Linked DNA regions of Mus musculus: region 1 is linked to region 2. A link is a contact called in public HiChIP or PLAC-seq data. All regions are on one chromosome and are shown on one strand. The core of a region is the stretch at or near the end of the contact, and the rest is flanking DNA. Distances in the headings are between cores, read along the strand shown.

Region 1 (3,459 bases), core at 220-2,719, 700 kb before region 2:
CATTAAAAACTTTTCTTCTCAACCACTATCTGTTTTTATGTACATGCTTATATTATTTGTTGTTTTGGAACATATTATGTTTAAATAATGGACATTGTGTGGATGTTTCTTCATAGAATGACACATCAGTGCAATTGTACCTTAACACACTGTGTGCTTTAATCTCAAGCAAGTTACTAAGCTATGCTGAAGCTCACTATTCAGCAGGCTGAGGCTTACATTCCTACTATAGCATCTATTGATGAGACAACTGGAAATCAATACATGAAATTTAAATGACTTGTGCAACCCTATTTTCCACCATGAACAGATAATGGCTATGAAACAGGTAAAGGTGGGCAATGTTTTGTGATGTCTGTGTTTCAAACCCTTGGACTACTAAAATGATCCACATAATCGAATCCTGTGAGTGTTTGGGCCACCTTCCCGACATTCCACTTTAGCCTCTCCCCTCCCTTTAGCAAGAGTCAATTATTAGAAATGTACTTGTCGCTTCTTGAAATGACATCTCATCTTAGATTACTAATAAGCAAGCAAGCACATTTATATTGTTACAGCTGTATCTTTCACAACTGGGTCTTCATTGGGAAGGACTGAGGAATCTGGGCTGAGACTGAGCACATCGTGTTCTTCTTAGGATAACATGAAGGTTTCAAGAACAAAGAAAGAAAAGAGAGTATTTTGGGTCAAATGCTGCCAGGCAAAGAAAGCTGGCTCAGGGACACAGACTGCCATGTGTCCATGGGAAGGTACTTAAACATCTCTGCAAACCTAAGGGTTTGCAACCTCTTCCATTCAGAAGGTTGCTGCAAGAAGATCTTAATCCAAAGCCTGCCAGAGCAACAAGTGAAATCCTATGTGGAAACAAAACAAAATAGCAAAAGCAGTGGAAAGAGAGCTATAGCTCAAAAAATAAAAAATAAAAATAAAAACAAAGATTGTATTTTAAAAACGTAACTGACTTATGTTTTACTACAATGCTTAAAAGGCAAGGCTAAAACTCATTAGCTAACAAGGAGTAAGGGTCCTCCTTACTCACACTACTTTGTAGATAGTGTTGTTACTTACGCAAGCACCAAGTTTTCCCAAGTTGGAAGGACTTTTATACCTGTTATGTATGGATCAATGCAGAACTCAAAGGAAAGACAGTTTTTGTCTAGAAAATGTATGTCCACATGTCTGTTACTAAACCTGCGCAGTAAAGCAAGAAACACTACTGAATGTCAATGACTGTGATACCAATATCTCTATTCTGCCTGGCAACTGCTTCCTTTTGTATAGTGAGTCCCCATCAGGGAATGAGGGTTGGTTACTGGAAAAGATTCAGAGAAAACATGAAGCTACATGACAGGGTAAGACAGGCTCCAAACATTTATGGTAGTAACAAATTTAATCATCACCGTAGGCTGTTATTCAACTATCCCCAAATCAAAACAGTCCCAAGAGAACCACAAAAGGAAATGTGGAACCACACTTGTTGGCATGGCCCCCTGACCACCAAGTGCCCACCTCCTGCTGTGTGCCTCACGATCAGAATGGCCTTAGGCAAGTTACTCAAGGTCTCAGAACCACAAGATACTTACATATAAATTATTGTGACATGAGCCCCATTTCGTAAAAAGATTATTTGTGTGATTAACCATGTTAATATTGGAACAGGAGGCTTAGGAGTTTCTGGATTTTTGGTAAGAACCTGACAAATGTTACATCAAGCACGGTTTCTAAATGGCTACATCAGGAATGTCAAGATCTCAGGCTGAAGGGATTTTCCTGGTTGGAGCTGGAAGGAAGGCCTTCGGGACACATCCCAAAGCATTGGCCTGTTTTCCTCTCATGCCCTTCCTACACCCTTCTGGTACTTTATATTTCTATTGCAATTCCTCACCATGCTTGCAAATTCCAGAGTAATTGGTTTTACTTTGCCATGTCAGAGATGGAAATACCAGGATATCCACTGAAGCTGTAGACCACAGGTTAGAAATGAAGGATTTGTTGGCATCTGACGCAACTGGAGCAGTTAGGAAACTAGCATGAAAAATCCATGATGAGCAGTTTTGGGAGATGGATGAGTGGGTAAAGAGCTTGCCACATCAATGTGCGGCCCTGAGTCTGGATTCCCAGAAACCATGTTCAGGAGACCAGTTGTGGTATCTAGCAACTCTAATCCCAGTGCTTCTACATGAGATTAGAGGTTGAAATAGAATTCCCAGAAGCTCAGAGGCCAGAAAGCCTCGTATATGCAATGGTAAAATCATATCTCAAGCTGGAAAGAGAGGGTAGACATCTAGGGTAGGCATCTATTTAATATGTACCATGCCTGCATGCTTGCACTGACACATTGATACACACACACACACACACAAAGGTACATGATTAAAAATTATAGTAGGTGATGAAAAGTTCTAGACGGCTCAAAAATTATAAACTTCCTTTGTCCACATGTAGAAGCATTATTATCCTGAATGTAAATTTATATAATATAAAATTAAGCTCTGCTTGTTCCTTAATGGTGATTTAAAAGACCTCCACAACTATTGGATCACGGTGACATTTAAAAAAAAGAGGGAATAATTATTTATAAGCCAAACATTAAAAACCCAGCACCTGGGCATACGTTCACTCCTGTGATTTTTCACATTGTCACCAACTTTACCTCATAACACCATACCACACTGTTACAAATGCAGCCACTTACGACAGCCATCAGCAAATGAAAACATCTTGCACACATAATTACAACTAAAATGTTAAAGCCCAACCAAAGAAAACAGAAACTCAAATAAAGCATGCCCAAGAAACAGAAACCTTTTATAAGGACATTTAAGGATTTTCAAGAGCACTTAGGATATTTTTTAAGCCAGGTTTTCCCCCTCAGATTTCCCTACTGCCTACTTTGCATGTCATATGCTTAAAGTCTTTCCATACTATCTTACACAAAGGGGCTTCTCTCTTCCCCCATCCTTCAACCTCCTGGTTTGTAGTCTCTTCACAGTGTTTATCAATGTCAGTAATTACCTGCCTGACTTATTTGTCTTATGTTTCTCCCCAGTCTTTCCCCCAGTGGATTAGATCTTCTGCTATAATGGGTAGCCAGTGGCCCTGCTCACTGCATGGCCAGGGGCCACAGTAGTGACTATTCCCAGAAGGCACACAGGCACTTGCCACTGTACCTGGGCCAAGCTTCATTTAGAAATCCATTAGGAAATCAGAGAATTTTCTGAGGTGCCCTTGGGGTCAGGAGGCATGACAATGATTTTGTGGAGTTTGTCTCAGTGGAAGACAAAGCCTTCAACCACTCTAAATAGAATGTGTCAAGAACGGAGCCAGATGAAAGCATCTTAGAGTGGCTACCTCTCCTGGCTCCATCAGAATCTCCCAAGATGTAACCTTATTAACAAGCTTAAGGAAGACCCTTCTCTGGTCCATAGAGAATACATTTGAACATCAGTTTTAGATGAA
Region 2 (3,245 bases), core at 452-2,951:
CTGTCAAAATATTTCCAAATAATCTACATTTTAAAATTGAGCTTTTATGAAAAGACTCCTTCAGTATTTTTAAAACCACTACCTATTTATTTAAAATAAGATATTTTAAGATATAATTTACATATCTTATTTTAAGAATATTTAAAAGTGATGTTTCCATATAATACATGTAACAGTATTATCACTTGAATACATTCCTTGTCACTAAACCCAGAGTAAGGCTTACCCTGGAGGACTCTGTAGGCAGAAGATGGGATCAAATGACTTTCACTTTTCCTCAGCATTCTGTCCTGTATTTCCATGGAAACCGGGCACATAGTTTTGATTCGGGTCATCCTCTCCGCCCACAGAACCTTTCAGCTCTCCAGGCAATTGTAAAAGTATCTTCTTTTCTGGTTTGTTTTTATTCTTTGTAATTACAGCTGGAGCTCCAGCAGAGACTGAAGTAAATGATCCCCTGCTCCCTTGGAAGTCCTAGAGATCTTCGGGTTTAGGCAAGCTTGGTTATTCCCCCCAAACTAAAAGCACATCAAGTTGTTAACAGACCTTGAATGCAGCACTTGAAGATGCTCTGCAGTCCTGGAGAATAGCCTAGGTAATTCCAAGGGTTCTTCTTGATCCTCTCTGTGAAAGGATGTAAAGTCCTATCAGTACCCATCACTTGCTCTACCTCCATGCCTTGCTCTGCCATCAGTTCACAGAGGAAGCTCAATAGAAGATAAGTAAGATAGCACTCGTCAACATTTCAATCTGGGTGGGGAGATCTTACAAGACCCCACCCTAGATAAAGGGCTGTAGGAAAACAGTGGCAGCTTAGAGAGGAGGAAGTCAGTCTGTCTTCTCCAGAGAAAAGTCCCCAGAGAGGTGATTCAATCCATCTCAAGTGGTACACCCTACACAGACATATAGATGAGAGCAACACTAAGTGGATTCAGAAGGAAATTGTATAGAGAGTTGGAGAAAGCGAGGGAGAGATGTAACTATAATATTTAATAAGTATTCAATTAATTAAATTAAATTAAAAAAATAAAGGTCAAGAACTTGAGAGGGGGACATGGGAAGAGTTAGAAGGAGAGAAGATGGGATTTAATGATGTAAATTGTAGTCACATATGAAATCTTCAATACATTTTTTAAAAGAAAAAAAGAAAAATGCTCGCTTAGTTCCCAGGAAACCAACTGATCGCTTTTTGCACGTTGTCTGTTGTTGTCTTCCAAAGGCCCCTTGTCACATTTTTCTCTTAGTACGACAATACTGCTGGCAAGTCTGTTTTTCCTCATCAGCTATAATCTTCACTATACCAGAAAACAAATTAACCTATAATCTTCACTATATTAGAAAACAGATTAACCAATAGGAGAATGGATGTGCTTTTTTTTTTTTTTTTTTTTTTTTTTTTGGCTTAATTGTCCTCTTAGTAATCAACCCTCCAAAGTTGTGTCAGACAAGCCTTTTTAAGTTGGGTAACATAATGTCCCTGTCTCACTGGTTTATTCTCCCTGCTTCAGTTGGTCTTCAGTGTCTGGAAATTGCAGAGAGTAGAAGAATTACTACTTTGAGATTAGTACTTTTCCAGTAACCAGTTCTTGAGACAGATGTTATTTCTTAAGGTAAACCACGTTCTTGCGATTACTCATGGTCCACTCTGGGATGAAGCCACTGTCGGCAATGTGTAGTCCTTTCTCCGCAGAGTTCTGGTGTGGGAGTCTCCCATGACTCACCTCCTTCAGAGTAGCTGATCCATCATCAAGAAAACACTGTCTGAACTGGACCTGGAAACAAAATAGAAAACTATGTGAACTTTCTGAGGAGTTCAAGATTATGTGGAAACTTTGAAAACTTGCCATTTGGGCTATATGTGCATCTTGTGTTTTTCTTGGTTATTCAGTCTTCCTCTTGAAGCACAAGACTTGAAGCTACAACTCCTTTTTTCAGCGGTGCCTATCTTCACTATCTTCACAATTTTTGTTAGAGGTCAATATTTGTTTCTACTTGACCATTTATTTACTTATTATCTGGCAGGTACTAAATTCAAGTTAATCCTAGAAGCAAAATCTACCTTACAGATTTTAAGGGATACTAAAAGTTGCTAAGAAGTTTCTCAAGGTAAGCTAGTTGATTGAACTGCCAAACTTTAAAAGCAAGCATGATATAGAAATCTGTCCTTGCTTTACTAAGTTCGAATATCCCCTCCAAAAGAGGAATTGAAGTTTATTCATCACTATTTCAGAACTGGGAGGTGGGCCCTTTAAGAAGTGTCTGGGTGGTGCTGAGTCTGTTCTCACAGATCAGTGCCACCACTGCAGGTGTGTATTTTACAAAAAGCGTGAGTTCATTCTGACTCCCCGTGTCTGCCTAGCATAGATGGGCTGCTGCCCATTTGTTAGATTGCTGGTGCCCATGGAACTTTGCAGCACCCAGGACTGTGTGCCCAGTAATCATCCATTGTTTATAAATTATCCAGCCTGTGGCATTCTGTTAGGCTGTGTGAACTGGAATAAGACACTAAGTCATGTTGAGGAAACAGCTACTGCCTTTTCTTGTTGCTTTGCAGCAGGCTGCCCCAGTGATTTGCTTTCTTTCTTCTCTCTCTCTCTCTCTCTCTCTCTCTCTCTCTCTCTCTCTTAAAATAATTCTTGCTGTTTCGGGTAGTTGTATGCCAACCGGGCCCATCTGGTGCTATTTTTCTAGAATATTACAGGACTGCTTTCCTACTCAAAGATAACACTTTCACATGTCCTTAAAGCTTTTCTTGTCTTCATCCTTGCAGTGGTCACTCTACTGTAATCAGTTTGCCACAAGCTGGATTCCAATAAGAAATGGTGGAGGGGGGGATGGAGGATGATAGAAGGATCCGTAGCAGCTGTGTGGATAATGGATACTGACATCAGTCCTGTACACAGGCTCGGCTCAGCAGAGTCCTTCCCATAGCAGGAACTGCCTCGCTGCCAGCCATGGCTGCACTCCAGCACTCTGGTGGCAGACTGCATGGCAATGCAGGTATTTTGGGAAACACTACCATCTCAAATAGCTGAGAGCATACATAACCAAAAGCCCTTGAGAGGACAGTGTGAAAGCTTCTGGTATGTTGATAATTTCACTTTGATGTATAAAACTCACAGATTGTCTTGTGAAATCAACTTTCTGCCAGGAAGTCATAATTACGGAACCAAAGTCAAAGGCACAGTATAGCAGTGAAACCCTGTGTCCAGCTTGAGATGTTTCCTCTCAGCACTGAAGCCTCT

What was found. HiChIP or PLAC-seq counts read pairs in DNA pulled down with a chosen protein or histone mark.
Region 1: a CTCF HiChIP or PLAC-seq map of the NIH/3T3 cell line shows a contact between it and region 2, with 5 read pairs. The contact joins two enhancer-like sites. A contact is called at or near these places in 1 of 15 datasets of contacts at CTCF or cohesin (the NIH/3T3 cell line) and 1 of 115 datasets of contacts at active chromatin or transcription factors (fibro-adipogenic progenitors).

The regions. Positions count from the first base shown.
Region 1 is chr3:136,864,776-136,868,234 of GRCm38.p6, reverse strand. The region is part of intron 2 of Ppp3ca (protein phosphatase 3, catalytic subunit, alpha isoform); the gene reads right to left. Among named protein-coding and RNA genes, the nearest start is that of 1700006H20Rik, 89 kb to the left of the region's middle. Within about 2 kb of position 1,469, at least 11 of the 459 cell types and tissues checked have an H3K27ac peak or open chromatin away from gene starts, as enhancers often do. A contact at or near this core is called in the NIH/3T3 cell line, where this site is marked.
Region 2 is chr3:136,165,322-136,168,566 of GRCm38.p6, reverse strand. The region is part of intron 7 of Bank1 (B cell scaffold protein with ankyrin repeats 1); the gene reads left to right. Among named protein-coding and RNA genes, the nearest start is that of Bank1, 160 kb to the left of the region's middle. Within about 2 kb of position 1,701, at least 47 of the 459 cell types and tissues checked have an H3K27ac peak or open chromatin away from gene starts, as enhancers often do. A contact at or near this core is called in the NIH/3T3 cell line, where this site is marked.